Regions from separate parts of the Mus musculus genome. Here region 1 is linked to region 2. Evidence: chromatin contacts called from public Hi-C data. All regions are on one chromosome and are shown on one strand. Each heading gives the region's core, a stretch centred on a gene start, on an enhancer-like site or on the middle of the called end of the contact. The rest is flanking DNA. Distances are from core to core; before and after follow the strand shown. Region 1 holds the start of Arsj (arylsulfatase J). Region 2 has its middle 72 kb from the start of Arsj.

What was found. Hi-C and Micro-C count contacts between places; a contact is called where the count stands out from the background.
Region 1: a Hi-C map of muscle stem cells shows a contact between it and region 2, with 1.9 times the contacts expected there. The contact joins the promoter of Arsj here to the enhancer-like site in region 2. A contact is called at or near these places in 1 of 39 promoter capture datasets (the 3T3-L1 cell line), 1 of 15 datasets of contacts at CTCF or cohesin (the NIH/3T3 cell line), 3 of 484 Hi-C or Micro-C datasets (embryonic fibroblasts and muscle stem cells) and 1 of 9 other capture datasets (adipose tissue).

Annotation. Positions count from the first base shown.
Region 1 is chr3:126,361,861-126,367,913 of GRCm38.p6, reverse strand. Arsj (arylsulfatase J) reads right to left here and starts at 4,062. Exons shown (of 2, transcript NM_173451.3): 1 at 2,749-4,062. The coding sequence starts at 3,140. Gm35408 (a long non-coding RNA gene) reads left to right here. Exons shown (of 3, transcript XR_376049.2): 2 at 307-377; 3 at 2,129-2,361.
Region 2 is chr3:126,289,200-126,295,101 of GRCm38.p6, reverse strand. No RefSeq gene overlaps it. Among named protein-coding and RNA genes, the nearest start is that of Arsj, 72 kb to the left of the region's middle. Within about 2 kb of position 2,626, at least 47 of the 459 cell types and tissues checked have an H3K27ac peak or open chromatin away from gene starts, as enhancers often do. A contact at or near this core is called in the NIH/3T3 cell line, embryonic fibroblasts and muscle stem cells, where this site is marked.

The DNA.
Region 1 (6,053 bases), core at 2,813-5,312, 71 kb before region 2:
CAGGAACAACAGTAGCTGCTCTATTACAGAACTGTTATGAGAATCCAACAGCGATAGCTCTACAGGTACTTGCATTTAATACAGATGCTTTTAATTAGCCATAAATAGGGATATCATCAGAAAACCCTGACATGCTCAAAAAATTACTTCTGATTTCAGGACACCTCCTCCCCATAGCTGCTGAAGCTGAATGGTGGATAGGTCAGCAAATTTATATTTTGACTGGCATTTGAAGTGATTCATTCTGCACACATGAGTTTGAGGACTACCACCTACTGACCAGATTTTCTCAATTGTTCTTCACAGTTTTCATGGAGCAGTCTGCATGCAGTGAATACTTCCGGACAGGATGACTGCTATTCAGTGTTACCAGAGTGGTATGTTGCAAATTATAAAAGGAATTTGTTACAAATCTGTGTAGCATAAAAAGAAAGTTTCACGTTTTGACTGCAGGAAAATATGAAAGGGGCTGTTGTTGTGTTAGTAGTATCAAAAGCCAATTCAGCTCCAGCCATTAGACTCTTCTCAACTCAGGCATTTGACTCCTCTCATAACCTATCCCACTGGGACTTATATTGCTTCCTTTCTCCAGCCCCCTTTAGAGAATGCAGTAGGCACAGACTTTTTCTCACAGACAGGATAAGTACCATATTCTCTGTGCCTGAAGTATTCGTGTTAAGCTCATAACTAGACAGTCATGACCACTTTCATTCTTACATCTGTATTCATTTATAAGAAAGTCCCAGGGAAAATGTCAAGTAAGACATCTCCCATTGCTTAACTCAAGTAGAAGTTTGTCTGAAATCACAGTAGCTACTTGAACTATTTTTGGTCTATGAAACAATTATGTGACTTATTTCACAGGACCAAAATTTTAGGGGCAAGCAACATCTTCCCATTGGATGTTTGATTGCACCGACAATACTGAGTCAGTCTCTTGTTAAAAAGGAAAACAAAACAAACAAACAAACAAACAAAAAAACCAAAAACAGAAACAAAACAAAAAACCAGGAGTTATTTCTGCCTCCATTTGTTCCATCTAATTACGTAAACTTAAAGGTAAAAAGATAAAGGTAGGATAGATATCCTATCTGTTTAAGGTGTTTCCAAATGTCCTCTTTCAGTACAAAGATTATTTTACGTACTTTATTATGGAAAGGAAGTTCATGAACTCAGTTTAATTTTTTTCAACTACTGTTTCAACTCTGTGAAAACCTGAATTCCTTAAATCCACTGAAGTATCTTTAAGTATCTTTAAGACATGCTCACTTCATTAGTTAAGGAAAAGGATGGTTGGGAATAGAGGTGAAGAACTTAATACTAGGCCACTAGATGGGCTTGTTTTCCAGACAATTGTAATTGTTGCTGTATAAATCTCAAACACTCTTGACTTTGTGATGCAATGATTAACCCTGAAGAAGAATCTGGACACAAAGACCTGTCCTTCTTCCTTTGTCCCCTCTTTTTCCTCCTCTTCTTTTTCTTCTCCCCTTTACATTTTTCACATTGGCTTGGTTTTTGGACTTTTGAGACGGGCCCTTACTTTGTCACTCTGGCTGACCAGGGACTCACTATGTAGACTAGGCTGACATCTGACTCACAGAGATCCTCCTGCCTCTGCTTCCTGAGTGCTGGGGTTAAAGGTGTGCACCATCATACTCTGTTCTCCACCTCTTCTTGCTAATACTGGAAGAAATTATTTTCTGGCAGTGAAGGTAAATTTTGACAGTTTGCTAAGCAGTGGAAATTATGCTGTAAGCAAGACAGAGGTTTCTACAAAACACCGTAGTCGTAATTTTTCCAGACTGGTTACTGGCGACCCTTACAAGGTCCAATTCCAAGAACAACTGCACTTGAAGCAAGGGTTCTCTGTCCTGAAGCCAAAATCACAAGGCACATAGATTAAAGCCATCAACTGTTCAGGAGTAGCTTGACCCCTTGACCCCTCTGCTTTGCTTTCCAAATGGAATTTGCACCATGAAAATAAGTTACAATCACGTATAGTCTGACAAAGTAAAAATAGAAAAATGCATGAACACCTTAAGGAGATGAGCCATTTAGCAAACTATTGACAACATTTCTTCGTCCCCTGAGCTGCATGAGTAACTCAGAACCCTTCCCCACACAGGAGGAGGAGCAGCAGCAGCAACAGCAAATCCCACGGAACCCACGGCATTTTGAGAACTGCCTTGGCAGACAAGTACAACACCATGAGAGGAAAGCACCCAACAAAGATGGAGGCAGAATTCTATCCCACACCCGTCATATTCTGTGTCACCTTTCCTGCTTTTGTGACCTCTGCTCTCTCTGTGATGACCTGGGGTTTCAAACATTCAATCCCTAAATTTTGTGACAAACTAAGAGTTGTAAGTGGCATTTTTTTTTCCTCTGTGGATTCTGTTCTGATACCTGAAATGGAATGTGAATGCGCTTGACAATCAAAACAGATTGGGAAGTAGCAACCACGGAGGTCTCTGGTTGATGGACGAGTGTAAAAATACTGACACCATTCAAAAGCTCACAGCTGGCTGTCAGGGAAAGGAAAGGGAGGAGATTAGGGCCGGGGTATTGACACTAATGCGAGGGGCTGTTCATTCATTCATTCATTCATTCATTCATTCATGCATTCTCTTGTTCATTCATTGGATTGTTTCCCACATACTTTTAGATCCTCTCTTAAATTAGAAACCAGTTTTAAATAAAGGCCTAAGAGTTTTCCAAGTAATACATAAAAGTGGTAACACTTACTTTCCGGTAATAAACTGGCTCCTGGACGGTGTGCAAATAGGCTGGACATAGTAGTTCTCTAGCTTAACTCCTTCTGCAGCGAGTTTATCAAGGGTGGGCGTCTTTATCTCAGATCCGTGGTAACCCACATCTCTAAATCCCTGATCATCAGCTAAGATAAAAATGAGATGGGGCTGGGAGGTGCCTGCTGTGCCTGCTTCAGGTCTCTCATCAACTTGAGCTTTTAGGGACCCCTCCTCTTCTAAGTCCTGGCCCCAGCACAGGTAGCCATAGGTGAGCAGGCTGAGGACCGAGAAGCCTGCCAGGGCACCCATCGCTAAGAACTTTCCAGACCAGGCCCAGGCCTGTGGAGATAGCGGAGGCAGAGGCTCCGCACTGTCCCTGGGGGCCATTCACTCTGGTCCCACAGGAGACTCCACAAGCAGAACCCTGCCCCCTTTGCTGCTGCTGGTCCACTCATACATGCGAAGGGGTAGAGACAGCTGAAGGAAGGCTGCGAGGGAATCCTGCTCCCTTCCCCAGATGCCACCACTTCCCACAACTTCAATCCTCTGGAGGTAACGGTTTAACTCATGAACATTGGAAAAACTAGAAGGGAGCAGATGTCCTCTTCACTGACTTGCAGTTCTTTACTTTTCAATTTTTCTTTTACCTCCTAACATCACCCGGCAGCTTGCAGGAAAGAAAAAAAAAGTTAGCATCTTCACCCAAAAGTTCTCACGAAGAAATAATAAAAATAATAAAGGACAAGAAAGGGACTGAGAGCCACACAGGACAGGAACGTCTGGCAGTCATATCATCCTCCACATCTTCGGGGAGCAGGACTGTGTCCATGCGCAGGCAAGCACCAGGCGTGGTGGGACTGACATCGGTCCAGCGTTCCAGGCACCCGGGAAGCCTTGCCAAGTTGCCCCAAGGAACCCCTTGCTTATGGATGAATGACAGGCTGAGCCGAGGGGACCTTCTTCCTGCTGGCCGCTACTCCTACCTTTTCAAGGCTAGTTCCCCATTTTCCGCTGAGCGTTTGTCAATCTTCTTGACCCCTCTCCGGGCCCCCGAAGTGAGAAAGGATCCTGCCCCAGCCGGCCTCCTCTTCAGCAATTCCTTCTCTACCCCGAAGCGCTTGGGGACATTCACAGAGTCCTGGGCGGCGATCGCAGAGCGCACGTGTCCCCTGTGGGTGCTGCAGCTGCTCCAGCGTGCCCTTGGGTGGCTGACTTAGTTCTAGCCATCTGTGCTTTCCTCCTCTGTTCGCCAGGCAGTCGCAGCCGGAGATCCATGCTTGCTGGTTGAGGGCGGGCCCAGGCCGGGGAGGCGCTGGCTCTCCGCCCTCCTTTCTGCGAGGAAAAGGATGGACCCGAGAAGGGCGGCTTTGCTGCGGGGCGGCTCCCTGGGGTCCCCAGTGAGACTCCTCAGTGCAGGTGAAAGACCATCTTTCTGTGGGTCTGCCCATAGACGATGCCCCTTGTCCATCCCGAAACGTTGGAAGCTACTGGAGCGAGTGAGAAGAGAGCAGGAGAATCAACAGATGGCACAGAACACTCTGTGGCTGGTTTTCCTTCATTGCTCAACTACTGCACCCCCCCCCCTTCCACCCGCCACCCATTCCCATCCCTCCCTGGCTTTGCCGTTTCTTTTCTTTTCTCTTTATTTTTACTGACAGCCACAAGTGCAACTTTTAAACTAGTACTTTTTCTGTCAACAGTTGACTTTTCCGGTCTCATCACTCTCTTCCTTAGTGAAGATGTTAAGAATGTAGGCTTTCTGCCTCTCTCCAAACTTGGTTTTTCCCGCCAAGAATGTAGAAAGAGAGGAAGGTTACACCCCGAAGAAGGAAGCCCATCTGTCGCATAGTGTCGAGTCAGCGATTCATGCGCTAACCTGGAACTTACTACATACCTGATGGTAACTCTGAGCATCTGATGCTCCTGTCTCCACTTCCCCAGACTGTAAGATTTCTCGAAGCCAGGTTCATATAGTGTTGAGTGAACACACACACACACACACACACACACACACACACACACACACACCCTCGGCGTACTGTCATATAATGTTGAGTCAACCCCATGCCATCTGCCAGCTGAGCTCTGCCTCCAGCCTTTGGATTTGTTTTGTAGTGAACATAATATCACCGTGTATTCTCTTCTCATTCCTCCCCTCTCTCTCCCTTTCTCTCTTTCCATTTATATCTCCTTTCTTTTGTTTCTCTCCTCTCCCTACAATAAAAGATTGCTTTCACTGAGAAAACATACTTTATTTTTTACCATAGTTAGAACCGTTTAAAACACTGCCCAGAGGCAGGATCTTTATAGAAGAGGCATCAATGCCAAAAGCGGTGTATATATATGTTATTCCCAATGTTTTCAACACTTTCTTACTGAACACCTAGTATAGCCTGGCATACAACATGCAAGATTCAATTAATGACTAAGTCATAATTCCAAGTTTCATTTAGCTGTTACTTTTAATTCCCTTCTGCTATTACACAGTTCCTGTCAACTTTGCAGGCAAACTTGGTGAAATGGAAACTTAAACTGGGAGACAGAATGCTGTTTCATGCAGCTAATTTTGCCAACATGAGCAGGCAGTGGCTTATTCTGGCTGCTTCCAGGAGAGACGTTGAGATTTAGAAGACATGCTTAGAATTGAGAGTAACAACTCTCTAAGTTTAAATTTCCAAACATTTAAAAAGAGTCAGTTCTACTGGGAGATTAAAAGCACAGAGAGGTAGGGATTCCGACTTCACTGGTCTAGTGGGGTGGGTGCTGGAGTGGAAAAGATGTACACACTCCAACAGACCCAGCTATTTTCAGTTGGAGAGCTAATGAGTAACATGGCAGGAGGGTCGTCTGTGTTTCCATGTGACAATAACAAGCATTTCCAATTTAGATTTTTGGCAAGAATTTTCTTTAAGCCAACATTTATGCAATACTTCCTGTGAGCTAACCATTGTACCCTAAACATGGACACACTTATGCATGCTCAAGTACCTCTTATACTTCATTATTCTAGACTAGCCCCGAGGAACATTGTTCCACTTGATAACAGTGGATGAGATGGGCCAGTAATAGCAGTGGAAGCAAGGAGTGAACTAAATTAGGATGTCTGGACTCTGGTAGACCCTCTACTATGGTGGAGAAGAAAGATCTCACTCAACCAAAACCTTCAGGCCCCAAGTGTTACTGTGAGAAGACATTCTGGAGAAGACAAAAACAAGGAAATTATAAAGCAAACACACCTGATGCAAGATGTGTGCGGTTAGGAGGTGAGGTACTTCAGAGGAGTGAGCTTTAAATGGAAAA
Region 2 (5,902 bases), core at 1,377-3,876:
CTAAGGATGATGAAATGTAGGGTTCTTGGCCTGTGTCTGCTCCATCACTGGGCACTTGGCCTCTTGGGTAGGTGGTATGTAGGGGGTTTGACTGCACTTATCCCCACGCCATTGCCAGGGTGTGCTGGGCTATAGGAAAAGTGCAGTCTGAGATGACTTGGGAAAGCAGGAGCTGGCTCAGGGGTCCCCAACACGGCTGGGACTGAGGGGGTTCTCAGACTGCTGGGAGTCACAGATGAGTAGAGAATGAAGGCAGAGGCCCTCAGGCTGGGAACAGTGTCTAACCCTGGGCTGGGGGTGCTCTGGCTTGTCTCACGGGGATTGTCTTTATCAGGCTTGGTAGCAGTTGTGGCTGGGAGCGCAGAGAGGCCTTCTACAAGAGATTAGGCTATGGCTCTACAGGTGAAGGTCTTCTTCATGGTTCCCCATGGCGGATCTTGGTGAAAAGAGACAGTCCATGGTTCTAAACAGTTTATTGGAAAGGCAGAAAGTGGATCTGTAAAAACCAAACCCCCATTTCTCAGGGTGGACCTGAGATTAAATACCTTTTGCAGGGAGAAATGTCTGGGAAAGAAAGTTTATTGGCTAAGCCCTCCAGGCCTCTGTGTCCTCATTAGGAGAACTCTGTTTTGGGCCTACATGAACATAGGACACATTTCTTTTATGTGAGAAGCATGGCAGGAGTCTGACAGGGAGCTGGGAGACACCTAAGCTTCAGGTGTGGGCCCACAGAGATTCTGGGTCTCAACCTGCTCTACCTTACCAAACTTCCTGGTATGGTTTTATATCCCACAATGAACTACTAACCCAGATAGGGCTTTGGATAGAGTGAAAATTTTAGAACTGAGATTATGTGTGTATGCATATATAACATTTGTGTGTGTGTGTGTGTGTGTGTGTGTGTGTGTGTGTGTGTTGATGTGCATGTATGTAAACACCAGAGGGTAATCTTGGTGGGTGTCTTATTCAGTTGATTTTCTACCTCAATATTTGTGAAATGTGACCATCTAGAGACCCTAGATCTCATTGATCTGGCTAGCAAGCTCCAGGGCTTTGCCTGTCCCCACCCCCTCCACACTGAGATTTTTAGATTGCACTGCCACATCCCTACTGTGAGTGGAAGAGGAGACTACATCAATCAGGGAGCAGAGACAGCAACAAGCCACTGGCAAGATACACCCCTGAAAAGCATGTCCTCAGCAACCTACTTCCTCAAACAAGGCTTTGCGTACTGATAGCTCTCTCAGCTGTGACGTCATCCACGTCCTAACCCATTAAAGACATGTGATGCCTTCATGATCTAATCACCTTTCAATACCACCACCTCCTAGGGACAAAGCCTTCAACACATGAACCTTAAAAAGAGATTTCATATTCACACCATAAGCAACATGAGGAACCTTGCTATATTAAATGATTCGGTGAGCATTTGTTACAGCAGTGTTGGGAAGTGAATGGTTTAGAGAACAATTATGACAAAGAAGTAGATTCTAAAGAGCAGACTTCAAAGTTTTGGAATCTCAATCTGGCCTTTCTTGGATATGATGCCTCTTCCTTGCCTCTAATTTCAACCACATGTTGGCTGCTTTATGTATGTCATAGATGCCACTTGGTCAAAAAGGGGGTCTAGTATATTCAAACAGATTAGTGGCTCAGGCATGTAGGTTCTCTGGGTGGGGTAGTATGGTCCTTGATGATCACTTGACTGACTACACCAGCAAGTCACCCTGCAGAAACCTCAAAGGAGAAAACAGAGACAGAACACAATTAACCTTTGTAAGTTTAACAAAAAGATCCTCTCACCTCTCTTGTAACAGATTCTTACAGATGACAGTTTATGATGTGACTAGGGAAAGGCTGAGGATGATAAAGTCATAGCTACTAGACACTAGAGAAAGAATGATAACTTGGGTACATGGAAATGAATTCCCTGGACCTTCATGGTTCAGGAGAGGAAATGAAAAATTTTTTCCCCTACTCACTATGGACTCAGGAACTTTTCTCATGAAAGTGAAACAATGTGGTGTCCTGTTTCCAGGCTGTCACCGATTAAATTCAACACAGTGCTGAGTTTATTATCTTTGGCTTGGATTTTTGACTCTAAGTTGATTATCTCCCCTAACCATGCTCACTCAGAAGCTTATTGGAAAGGTAAGCCATTGCCCTGATCTCCTGTCTGCTCCCAGATACATACAGAGGCTCCATCTCTGCAGCTCTGTCTAAATTAATCTGTGGCTACCCATTTGCTGAATACAAAGTAAGATGTCTTTGTAGTGTGACTGCCCTAACTCAATCTCTTCAAAAACACAGGACTAAACTGGACTGAGAATCCCAAGGCATATTAGCCAAGTATGAGGCCATAGCACCGCTAACCTGTCTTCCCAGGGATAAGTGGGACATTATGAACAGTTCCTTTCCAGGGTCAGCTCATGTGTCTCTGACATCAAACTTCTTCCATGCATGTTTTCATTTGTTTCCCTCCTGAAAATGCAGCTTTTTGTACCATTGAAGTTGTTGCCTGAGACCATTCGCATTTAATGAAATTTCTTCAGTGGATCCTGTCCTCCGATGACTGTACAGTTCCCTCCAAAATCACTCTACATGGGTTACTCTGGGGAGTTTCCTGAGAGAGACGTTGACTCATTATTGACACGTCTTCTGTTGGCAGGTTGTAGAAATGTGAGTCATTCCGTTTGAAAAGAATGGTGAGAAATTTGTCCTTGGCTTTAGCTAAAGTCCTGGAAGACATTAGGATTAATCTTAACTCTTGGGCTAGGATGGGTGTAGATGCTAGAATGATCCTTCTAGAACAATACAGAGTCTTTAATCACTTGTTTATCCTGTTAACTGCCTCAGGCCCAAAAGAAAGGTTAAAAGAGATAGTCAAATAAAATACTTCAATTTCTAAATTAAATCGAATGTCCTCCCAAACTCATACATTAAAGCCCCAACCCTTAGAATCCTAAAGCATGATTGGAAATACACTTTTAAAATAGATAACTAATTTAAATAGGGTTACAAAGTAGATCATAATGCTCTATGGCTGTTGTGTTTATTTCAAAACAAAGGACTCAAACACAAACAGAAAAAGCACCATGTGAAGACAACCACCTGTCAGCCAAAGAGAAAGGCATTTAGAAGGAACTTAGACTAATGTTAATATAAGGCCCTAGGTTATGACTAGAAGTTCTTATTTCAATCAGAGATGCAGAGGAAGCGTTTAAAGAAGATCATGTCAGGGCATCCCTTTCTAAACCTGGGAGAAGCCTTAGGAGAAATAGCACCTCTAGTACCTCCGTTTGATCTTGGACTTCTGGACTCCACGACTCAGACATGAAACTTTGTTACTTAATCTACCTGGTCCACGGTACTTTGTTATAGCTGCTATAACAGACAATTCAATGAACATTATTTTATAACATTTGCTATTTATTTCTAGGATCCTTGGGCTTTGGTGTAGATTACTTTATCCAGTGATGAGCAACACTCATTAGATGTGTATGTGGTGAATCAAAAGGATTATCCAAGTCAAATTATTAGGAATGACCAATGAAATAGTAACATATCATATTCATGAAACAACCTGAATGTTATTTTATTTAACTGAATAAATGAAAATGTGGTACATATAGACTATGAAATACCACTTATATGTCAAGAGAAATGAAATAATGAAATTTGTAGGTAAATGGATGTAACTGGAAAATAATAAATTGAGTGAGATAATCCAGATTCAGAAAGGTCAGCACTACATGTTTCCTCTTACCTGTGGTTCTTAGCTTCAAATCTTCAGATATGCATGCATTGATACTGAAGTAACTGCAGAACTCAGGAAAGTAAGACTATACCATGGGGGGAGGTGGGAGGTGCATTAGAGAGGGGAATAATAGGGTGCATGTGATTTGAAGGGGTGAATGGGGAAAATGGGGAGGAGGGCTTTTATTGGAGAAAGCAAAAGGAGATCAATATTAAAGGGAAGGCAGGGAAAATGGCAGACAATACTAAAGATGTCTAAAAAAGCCATTGGCAACCATACGAGTTTTATTCACCTAAAATTACATATAACTTATGTGTATAAAATTATATAAAACATATATATATATATATGTAAAATCCCAGTACTAAGCTATGCTGTGGTGGTGCACACCTTTAATCCCAGCACTTGGAAGGCAGAGGCAGATGGGTCTCTGAGTTCAATACTGTCAGGTGCTCAGCTCCAGTTGGTTCTTCTACAAAACAACTCCTGTATCTAACGTTAAGGAAAAATTTGGAAGATGGTGCTGTGTGTGTTTGTGTGTGTGTGTGTGTGTGTGTGTGTGTGTGTGTGTGTATCAATAACAATAAAAAGTGGCCATGAATTTGAGAGAGAACTAGGGGGTATGGGAGAAGATGGAGGGAGGAAAAAGGTGGAGCTAATTACATAATTATATTTCAAGTAAAAATAAAAGTGAATAAAAGAAGTCTTCCAGATGTCAAAATGACGAAGAATGAAGGATGGGCACTGCCAGGACACATCATTGCTTTAGTGTTGTTTGTTTTTCTAGAAAAATCCTGTCGCATAAACTAACCAACATTCTTAGAGTCTTTTCTCCTGATGTTTGTATGAGAAGTAGATTTAGAGAATAGACTCTGAAGCAAACAGCAGACATACTTATCGGCTATAAAGAAAAGTTTTTTTGGTCCCTGGACTCGGGCTTCTCGCCTGTTGTCACTTGTACTGTGAACAGGTGTCATATGGGGCTTGTATTGGCCTCTTGACAATGACATTCTAGGAACTGAGATAAAACCTTGCTTGCTGTACCTTGAGGTACAAAGCTTTCCTTCCTGATCCAGAAGGCTCTGTCTTCTGCCATTCCCATGGAACTGCAGTAGATCTATTTGCTATCTGACCCTCAGGGCCAAATGTCAAACTTTTCATACTATTTGAAAACCAGGCTACATTTTTTCATATTGTAAAAAAGCAAGAATAAGAAGTAGCAAAGTTATTGTAAATAATCTGCTGGTTTAATGGGCGATACTGATTCCCATAGTCTTTGTCAATATTTCTACCTTCTGATTTCTAGATTCATTGAAATGGGACCCTCTGGAGCCTTGATTCTGTGAATATATATCTCCTATTAATGCAGGGAAAGTTCTTTGTAAGTACTACATTTTGCAGTTGTACACTTCATATATCTATATGTAATTATATCACAATAAAAACAAAATAAAAATAATTGTGTTGTTTCCAATAATCTACTAGATCTTACATTCAAAATCTGTCACCTCAAGGTTAGAACCCTAACAAACACAAATATGCAGAGAATGTGTTGTACTAATACATAGTTTTCATTTATATTTATTTTGGGGGCCCAAATCATAGAATAACGATGTCAGGGCACAACAAAGATTACAAAGGTGAATTAGGTCAGTCCAGGAGGCAGAATGTCCCAGAGTGGGTATTATATCTATGCAGTTTTAGACACTAAATATATGGCTGTTCTTGTTTTGAATACCCAATTATCTTTTAAAAATAACTCTAAGTTCTTGAATTTTTGCTCTATAATCTGTCTGTCATCTATCTATCTATCTATCTATCTATCTATCTATCTATCTATCTATCTATCATCTATCTATCTATCTATCTATCTATCTATCTATCTATCTATCTATCTCTTTGCTATTTCCAGTATTCTTTCTCCACCCATAGATACAAATTTCAAATGCTATTATCTCTCTTTTACTTAGAGAAACAGGTACACATATATATTTGCATGCATTATGAAATCCCATTCACACATAAATAATTTTTCATCGTAGACCCACTGTTACATTTTGTACATCTGGCGAAGTTTCAGTTTTCTAAACAATCCTTAGAACATGTTGAATCAATTGACTTTTCTTCTCTTGGTATTTTAAAGAT